Linked DNA regions of Mus musculus: regions 1 and 3 are each linked to region 2. Evidence: chromatin contacts called from public promoter capture Hi-C data. All regions are on one chromosome and are shown on one strand. Each heading gives the region's core, a stretch centred on a gene start, on an enhancer-like site or on the middle of the called end of the contact. The rest is flanking DNA. Distances are from core to core; before and after follow the strand shown. Region 1 holds the start of Scin (scinderin). Region 2 holds the start of Dgkb (diacylglycerol kinase, beta). Region 3 holds the start of Arl4a (ADP-ribosylation factor-like 4A).

Evidence for each region. Promoter capture Hi-C pulls out the DNA fragments that hold promoters and counts their contacts.
Region 1: a contact with region 2 is called in a promoter capture Hi-C map of hippocampal neurons, with 4 times the contacts expected there. The contact joins the promoter of Scin here to the promoter of Dgkb in region 2. A contact is called at or near these places in 3 of 39 promoter capture datasets (hippocampal neurons and liver).
Region 3: a contact with region 2 is called in a promoter capture Hi-C map of hippocampal neurons, with 4 times the contacts expected there. The contact joins the promoter of Arl4a here to the promoter of Dgkb in region 2. A contact is called at or near these places in 2 of 39 promoter capture datasets (hippocampal neurons and liver) and 1 of 115 datasets of contacts at active chromatin or transcription factors (astrocytes).

Annotation. Positions count from the first base shown.
Region 1 is chr12:40,132,880-40,136,075 of GRCm38.p6, reverse strand. It overlaps Scin (scinderin), which reads left to right and starts at 1,848. Exons shown (of 16, transcript NM_001146196.1): 1 at 1,848-2,166. The coding sequence starts at 1,968.
Region 2 is chr12:37,879,128-37,882,303 of GRCm38.p6, reverse strand. Dgkb (diacylglycerol kinase, beta) reads right to left here and starts at 1,787. Exons shown (of 26, transcript NM_001361686.1): 1 at 1,350-1,787.
Region 3 is chr12:40,036,506-40,039,301 of GRCm38.p6, reverse strand. Arl4a (ADP-ribosylation factor-like 4A) reads left to right here and starts at 1,315. Exons shown (of 2, transcript NM_001039515.1): 1 at 1,315-1,464; 2 at 2,469-2,796. The coding sequence starts at 2,556. Arl4aos (ADP-ribosylation factor-like 4A, opposite strand) reads right to left here and starts at 1,225. Exons shown (of 3, transcript NR_166749.1): 1 at 797-1,225.

The sequences.
Region 1 (3,196 bases), core at 599-3,098, 2.3 Mb before region 2:
CTGTGTGCATGCATGTGTGTGTGCTGTTGCCAGGTAAAATGTTATCAGGAGGCATACTTCCCTGGAGTACTTCCTGGAGACTTTATGAATCTCTCCTGATTTTAAGATACACACACGCATACAATAGGGCTGGGGTATGGCTCAGTTAGTAGAGCTTGCTTGAAGTCCTGGGCTTGATCCCTAGCACCAGATAAACTTGGGCTGTGGTAGTATACCCTTGTAACTCATTATCTGAGAGGCAGAATGTTCTAGCTCATCCTCAGCTAAATGTTGAGTTCAAGGTGAGTGTGGGCTACATGTGCTACATGCGAACCTGTCTAACAAACAAACAACAACTCAAAAACAAATCCCACAGCAATATCAATCCTCATGAGATATACGTATACAATACAGATGCAGGTTAGTGTTTAAATCTATCCATACTACATTACGAATATTTTTGTTGATTAACAATGTCTTTTGGAAAATTACAAACTGGCAACCTTTGGGGAAGGGAGTGGGGTAGTTGTGTGAAATGTAAAGGAATTTCTATTGTCATTTTGTTTTGTTTTGGCTTGGTTTTGGTCTTGAAAAAGAATGTCACAATGTAGCACTGGCCAGCCTAGAGCCCTCAAAGTACGTCCTTCCTCAGCGGGGATTACAGGCGAGCACACTGCACTGTTGAACAGATTTTATGCCACTAAATTTTTAAACACTTCAAGCATTGCTTATTTTAAAAAGGTCACTAAAGAGAGCATCTAAGTGTGCCTTTACTATTAATGGCTTGCTAGGGAGTTCTGCAATTTGGGGACCAAGTGGAACAACTCTCTAATGTTTCTAATGTGCAGTTTCTGATTTGCGTTTTCAATAACAGAACTCCTTACCACATCAGTTTCTGAATGCAATGAAGTGAATGCAAATCGTTCTTTAGTGAGCAAAACAAAGAAATATGAGTGAACCAATGAGAAGTGAGTGCCTTAAAATCAGATAATTAAAAATGCAGGTCAGGGGGCTGGTGAGATGGCTCAGTGGGTAAGAGCACCCGACTGCTCTTCCGAAGGTCTGGAGTTCAAATCCCAGCAACCACATGGTGGCTCACAACCATCCGTAACGAGATCTGGCGCCCTCTTCTGGAGTGTCTGAAGACAGCTACAGTGTACTTAGATATAATAAATAAATAAATCTTTAAAAAAAAAAAATGCAGGTCAGTTTAAAATCACAGTCATGGACAGCCCAGTACAGAGCGTCCCTGGAGGGCGGCTGATGTGTTTTTGCAGAGATTTTCTTGGCTAAGGCAGGCAGGTGGCACCTTACCACAGTTCCCAGGCGCCAGGGGACTTGCCGATCTCTGACGCTAGTAGCCAGAGAATTTGTCTGATTTTTATCTTTTCTAGAAAACCTGACGTACCTTTGTACATGGAGTTTCCAAACTTATCTAAAGAGAAACCTTGTGGCCACCAGGAGTGGGAGGCTGTTAGGGAAGCCAACTATGCTCGACTTTTAGAGGACCGCGCATGGGAAAGTGATACAGCCAGTTACTCCGACGTGCTGTGGTCCTCAAAGCCAGACGTGTTTTGCGAGTGGATGATTCTAGTTCTTAATGCTCTTTCTCCTCACCCTGGCATCAGAGGGTGAACACCAGCAGGGAAGGAACTGGGGTGACAGGGACCAGTGTGGACCCGCCCGAGTTGATCCGAGCAAAATCTATCTGTTGCAACGTAAAATAACAATTATAATATTTATTTACATTTTTTTTTTTTTTGGAGGGAGGCATTTACTAGAGTTTTGGTTAACTTGGTCCAAACTGGGATTCAGGTTCCCGCCCGGGTTCGGGCGTGGCTGTTGGCTTCCCTTCCAGCCCCGCCTCCGCTTCTGGCGAGCCGCTTTAAAGCCGGGAGAGCAGGTTCGCGGTCACCGGTCATCGGGCTCTTCCTTGGGCTCAGGGCACGGATCAAGTCCTCGGCTCGCTCGGCCAGCATCGCGGCACCATGGCGCAGGAGCTGCAGCACCCCGAGTTCGCGCGCGCAGGCCAGCAGGCTGGGCTGCAGGTGTGGAGGGTCGAGAAGCTGGAACTGGTACCGGTGCCCCAGGGTGCCTATGGTGACTTTTACGTCGGAGACGCCTACCTGGTGCTGCACACCACCAAGTCCAGCAGGGGCTTCTCCTACCGCCTGCATTTCTGGCTGGGTAAGCAGTGAGCAGCACAGGGCAGCGGTGGGCCCAAGGTCTGTACACCATCCTGTCACCTGGGCGGGCTAGGTGACACACAGCCAGCACCCTCTCCTAACCCCAGGTCAGCTCCTGGCGAGCTGTAAACTCCGGAGATGCGAGTCATCCAGGACTCATCAGTCTTGACCAAACCACTTCTTGGAGGGTCATACTCATTCCTCCGGGGTTTTCCACTTTAACTCAAACCCCAGTGCGTTCCTGGGCGACTGCCTGCCTGTGAGAAACCCGGGTGCTGGCCAAATACTGAGCACCCTCCGGCAAGTTCAGTCCTGGTTTTTCAGGCAGGGTGGGGATGAAATCAAACTTGTTTGTGGATATCTGCCTCAGCTTGGAGCGAAAACTCCCGCTCCCAGCAGCAAACTTTTATTTATTTGTATTTGTTGCCTTGGGGCTCCGGCTTAGATTTCCCTGCTATCGGTGACTACTTACGTACGTAGCTCCAAAACCAAGATTATCCTCGCACAACAGGGCTTGCCTGTTTGGGAAAAGATACGGCAATCATTTTTTTTTTCCAATTGCTCTATCTGGCTGGTGTATTTGTTTAGATAGGCTGCTTTGTTTCAAATTATTCATTTATTATTCATCTGTTTTAAGAAGGACACAGTGTGGACCAGAACCAGCTTCTTCAGCGGTCGTAATTATTTTGAGCTGCCTTGGTGCCAGGCTTTCAGGAGGACACTGGCCCTGTGTTCCACTTTCTCCACCTTCTACTTTTACCCGTAAACATCGTGAATGTTGAACCTTTCTCTGTGAGGTCTTGCGCCAGTCGGCACTCCCAGTCTGACAACGTGCGCTTTATCTGAGCCTCCTTTTCAAGCTAGCGTCTCTCCTATACCAGTGTTTCTTTCAGTATATTTATTCTTGAGCTCAGGAGGGAAAACACTCAAAACCACAGACTTTGAATGCTGCCATTGCATTTTAATATTTAACATCTGAAAAATTTAAGAAAGAAGTGAAAACATTTAGACGTGATTTCCCAAGCCTTAGC
Region 2 (3,176 bases), core at 538-3,037:
TTCTCTTTCTAATTTTTTAGACAGTGTCACACTCCATAATCTAGAAATACCTGTGTAACTTGGTCTGGCCTCAAATTCAACAGTTCTTCTGTTTTAGAGCTGGGTAGGAGAACAGGTGTAAGTCCTGTCTGGCCACAGACTTTACCTCAAAAGTTCAAAACCACTTTGACCTACGAAGCCCATGATAGTTTATATGCAGTTGTCTGTTGGAAGATTCTGGAGTCCTGGAGTCTGCTTTAGGTACCTTCCGCTGTAACTATAATATTTCTTGGAATAAAATACAGTGAAACCGTCATTTCTCCAGCAAGCCTTCAACTAAGTGGAAGATCTTTTCTAATTATGATATTCTTTTATTTCTCGTTTCTGTTGTGTTTTTCCTGTCATTAAAAAAAAAAAAAAGAAAATGTGTTGGGGGTTCGATTTTCCATAAGAGAAAAACTGGTCAGATAATCCCAACTGTTTTAAGTTAATTATTTCTACTTTCCTTTCAGAAAAGACCTTTAGGGTTCTGCCAAACTCCTTATTTATTCGCTAATTTGCTTTACAATAGGCTGGCCCATGCTGACCTATTTTTAAAAGAGTTGGTTATCTGCACTTTGAATAAACTGGCTGGAGTTGTTTTGGAAAGTTCTTTAGCCTTCGTTTTCTTCTGCCAGCGAACACAGCCCTGTTAAGTAGCTAAGTACAATGGCATCTTCATGTAAAATCGTCCCTTTCAAATCATAAGTATTTCAGATGATACTGGTTAGGAGCTGGAGACGATGGTAGCAGTAAGAACCTAGGAGGCTCTTCACCCCACCCACAGAGAACAACCTGAATGTTTAGCCAGATCATCCGTGTCGCCCAGACTGTCATTAAGCAGCTAGCTATAGATCTAGTTCATCTTTAGTTTTAATGTTATAAAAGTAAGGAAACGTCGTGCGTGTTTTGTTTGTTTGTTTATGTACAAATAGGAAATGAATCTAGAATGGAATTTAGGACAATCGGGGAATTTAAAAATCGAAGCCGGCTTCTTTGATTCCTCACCATCCGCCCCCACAAACCACCTTCCCTCTCATCCGTAACTTTCAGGAGGTCACACTCGCTCGCCAGTCTCATTGCCTGGAATCACAATAAATCGAGCACTTTCCCCAGACTTACTTAGCTAACATTAGGTTCTCTGCTGCAGATAACAGCAGGCGACCAATAACTAGCACAGAAATGAGGGACACAAAATGCTTTCAGATTTGCATGGGAAATCTGAAGCTCTGCTTTCCTAACTTTCCTCGCCATTTCTTCTCGGCTTCCCTTCCCCCGCACCACATACCCAGAGGCCACTCAAACTGCCAACCGTGCTGAGTTGAACTTACTGCAGCGTGATGCAGGCGAAGGCTAGGCGCATCTCTGAAGCGAGAGCGACAGCTTTTCCGGAGATGAACTGGGACCAGCCAGCTCTCAGGATCCTTTCCAATTCACACGCTCTCAGCTCAGTCAGAAGGCTCCCACACAGCCCGGCTTCCCCCAAGAGCAAAGCTTCAAGAACTCTGCTCAGAGCATCCTCCTCCCTGCTGCCACCCCCTTCCAGAACACACGGCCCGTTGGAACTAGTGACTGAAAGATGGAAGTCTTCTTCCAGGCGATGGCAGGGGCTGCCTGCAACCCACCACTCCCAGATCATTTGCAACTCAAAAACAGCGGAGGCTGAGAGCTGTAGGCTTCCGGAGCCTGAAAGTCAATTTTGGCTTCTTCTCTTCCCCACATCTCACTCCTCCCACTTCACCCTCCCCTGCCGAGGCCACCTCCAGTCCTCTGGTAGTCCGCACAGGCTAGGTATCGCTTAGGCTTCTTTCCTTATGCAAACCAATAAGCATTGGGAATGAAACTGAATTTGTCAGAGAGGAAATACCTGTTGTCCGTGCCTATTGCTCTTCTCTCATCTGTCATGGTCCAGGATTTGTGTGACAACGCGTTGATTCGGGAAGTGTGTGCAATTGTGTGTGTGTGTGTGTGTGTGTGTGTGTGTGTGTGTGTGTGTGTGTGTGTGGTGATGAGGCGGCGGCGGTCTGCTTGGCTGCAAGCTATAGCCCTGCTGCCTGGCTGCTGAGGCTGCTGTTGCTACTATAGCCCTTGGAACACAGGGGGAAATAAGACAGAGAGACAGGGCTTCCCAGCTGTTTAACTGCTGGCTGAGTTATGATCAGGCGGTTGGGGAGACAGTGCAGCCATCAGTAGCTGTTATTGAGACTTTGAGCTGTATTGTCTTCAGTTCCTATCACTTAGTGTACATTTGTCCCTCCACCAGAAATCTGATGCCGGACTACCCTCTCTTTATTACTAAATTATATTCTAACTGGCTACTCAGTCGCAGCCCACTCACCTCATCCATTTAATGCTCTCTCTTGCTTCATCCCTGCTTGGTTACTTAGAGCAGGTGACTGGATGGTGGATCTGATAAACTACAAAGGCAATGAACTGATGATGAAGAAGAAAACTGGTGTGTAGTTATAACTAATCAGGACACAGATAAAGATGGTTTTTGAGTCATGTGATAAAAGTAATGTATTGGATAATAAAAATATAACATCAATTTACATGATCCAATGTATGCAAAACCTGCTGGCAATTAAGGTGCAAGTTCACTTTCCTATAGTGAAGGTTACACTGATATGTGTGTTTTAATGGCTCTCAGTCTTTCTACAAAATATCATAGAGGTATGATTTCAACATATCAGCACCACGTTAGAACATCATCTGATCTAGCGATAGTTTATGTCCATGTTATAGTTCTGTAATAGAATGTAATGAGTAGCATAAGACACACTCACACACACACACACACACACACACACACACACACACACCAGTTCTCTTTCTCCCCCCTCACACACACACACACCTGTTCTCTCTTTTCCCTCCCTCCCTGCCTTTCTCTCTCTTTCTCTCTCTCACACACACACACACCTGTTCTCTCTCTCTCTCTCTCTCTCTCTCTCTCTCTCTCTCTCTCTCTCTCACACACACACACACACACACACACACACTGAACAGCTCTTCCACATTATTGTTAGTTTTCAGATTCTGAGCTAAAAATGACCTTAATTCTCTTCAATTTTATTTGTAATACATACAGTAACTATGCCTTTCTCTGAGCGTTTCTTATGTCTACCATATTTATAACCAATTACAGGGCTTATACA
Region 3 (2,796 bases), core at 66-2,565, 2.2 Mb before region 2:
TGAGGGTGGTGCATGCCTTTAATCCCAGCACTTGGGAGGCAGAGGCAGGCAAATTTCTGAGTTTGATTCCAGCCTGGTCCAGGGCTACATAGAGAAACCCTATCTTGAAAACCAAAACCAAAAATCAAACAAACAAAACCAAAAACCAAACCAAAACAAAACAAAAAACCCCAAACCCAAACAAACAAGCCCCGAAAACCAAAACAACAAAACAACAGAAAAACTAAACCACAAAGAAACAAAAACAACAGAAAGAAGCCCAATCCTTTCTACTATTCATAAAATAAATACTACTGGCTATGGTAATTTTAAGATCAGGAAATTTCTTAGGAAAGTTACAATCTATCTATCTATCTATCTATCTATCTATCTATCTATCTATCTATCTATGTATCTATTGAGTCACGGTTTACTACGTAGCCTTGGCTGGCCTGCAACTCTCTATGTAGACCAGGCTGGCCCTGAAGCATCCAGATCTGCCTGCCTCTGCCTCTCAAGTGCTTGGCCAGAATCTAGTTTAAAATACACTTTTAAATTGCACTATTATTATAGCCTTCCAGATAAAAATTTCTTGTAGGTTCTACCAAGCTTTAAAATGCCCTTTGTTTGTTTTTCTAAACATCTTTAAAAGATTGCTGGTCACGTTTTATAATTGGTTCATGACCAATTTGGTTCATTCTGTTTTTACAAAGACTGGAATATTCACAAAAACGACAGTTTGCCTCCTAAGGCCAAACATAGTGGTACACAATTACACTATGGAGCCCAATGTGCTTTACCACTAGTCATAAGTTACCAGCTGCAGCTTCATCACCCGTTCTTCTTGGGCTACTGGAAATATTTAGCGTTTCCAAAGTGCGTTTCTTCCTCCTTAATAGGGGCATTGGTTCCTGTTCCAACTTGTGGGGCGTAGACTCACTTAGGAGGTAGCGCTTGGCTTACAAAAGGTAGGCTACCATCCTAGCCAGCACATGCTAGGGAGGGCGGCAGCGCAGACTCCCCCAGGCTGCCTTGTGACGTGACGTAAGGGACCCACCCGGCCAGTGTCCTCCAACATCAAGGACCCTGAATCAACACCGCGGTCGCCCAGAGGCCGCCCTAGGGTGACAGGAAGAGGGGCGGTACCGGCGACGCCCTCCCGCACCCAGCCTGGGGCGGCAGAAAGACCGAGAACCCGCGGCCGAAGCCCCGCCCGTCTGCGCCGGCGGCGGGCGCCGAAAGGGTTGGAACGTGACCTTGTTTGGGCGTTGCTAGGAGACGCGGCCAGCACGCGCGCGCGCGACCCCCGCGGGCAGGCGCGGCGCGAGGGGCGGAGCCGCGGCCCGGAGCGAGGCTGGCGAGCACCGTTAGCCCGGCTGGCGCGCGGCGTCGGCCCGGCCGCCGTCAGGCCTCGCCGCTGCCCGGGGACAGACTCCCCGGCGGCTGACAGCCGCGGAGGCGGGACGACGGAGGACCGTCAGCCAGGTGAGTGGCGCGGGGTCATGTTGGAGAAGAGGCCTGCGGCGGGGCGGAGGCAGTATTGCCGGAGGCGTTCGGTGTGTAGAGGGGCTGGCGCGGCCCAGCGAGCCTGGGCGCACGGCGAGCTGAGGCGCGGTGGGCCGCTCCCGCCGCGTAGGGCCGCGTCACCGTGGCCCATGCTGCAGGTGCGCGAGGCGGCCGAGCGACCGGACCTGCAGCAGGGGCTCGGCGTCCTTTGCGATGCCTGCTCGTTTCCCACTCAGGGCAACAGGTGGTGCCGGAGGGCCGAGAGCGAGCCCTGGCGCTGCCGCCCTGGGAGTGGCAGGCACCCTTGCCAATTAGGGCGCCGGGGCGGGAGTGGCAGGGCGGCCCTGACGCGCTGACCAATGGGATCGCGGGGCCTGGGTGGGCCGTGAGGGTGGGCGTGGCCAGAGGCCGAGTCTGGGCTTCCCTGTGGGGCGTCCGCCAGAGCGGCGCGGAGGTCTCGGTTGAGAGGAGCTGTGGCGTGTTCCTCGCGGGGAGAGAGAGAGAGACACATCAGCCAATGTCCCTCCATTGGAATCCCGACTCCAGCCCGGGAGGTGAGAGCTTTGGTAGCGGGGACGGAGCCAGGAAAGTGAGCCTGGGTGCCGGGTGAGACGTGCCTGGTTAGATCTCCCAGATAGGGCTGCTTTTTTTGAGTTTTCTGCTAAGAAAAGGCACTTTAGTGGTGGATACGGTGACCGGCACCAGATAGTGGCGCCTGGGTTGTCTTCAGAATGAGCTTTTGAGGTTCGGGGATCGTAGAGAATAGAGAAAAGTACACGTTACTGCAGTTAGAGTGGATCGAAGAAAGCCTTTGGGTGACAGTTAGGCATCGTTTGTTTTGGATTGAATACATCTACTACCTCATCTGGTGTGTTTACTCACAGCAAGTTTTATTAAGTCCCTCATGTGCTTATTTTTGGCGAAAGTAGAGAAACCCCATTTTTAATGTGCTCACAGTAATAACTTACTCATTTCCTCCCCAGCAATCGCGTAGCCCGATCACCCAGGAAGAGAAATTGTAAGCAGATAAGAAGAACGCGTTCAGTTTGAGACACCATTTGCAGCTGGAAATGGGGAATGGACTGTCAGACCAGACTTCCATCCTGTCCAGCCTGCCGTCCTTTCAGTCCTTTCACATTGTTATTCTGGGTTTGGACTGTGCTGGAAAGACAACAGTTTTATACAGGCTGCAGTTCAACGAATTTGTAAATACCGTACCTACCAAAGGATTTAACACTGAGAAAATTAAGGTAACCTTGGGCAATTCCAAAACAGTCACTTTTCACTTCTGGGATGTAGGTGGTCAAGAGA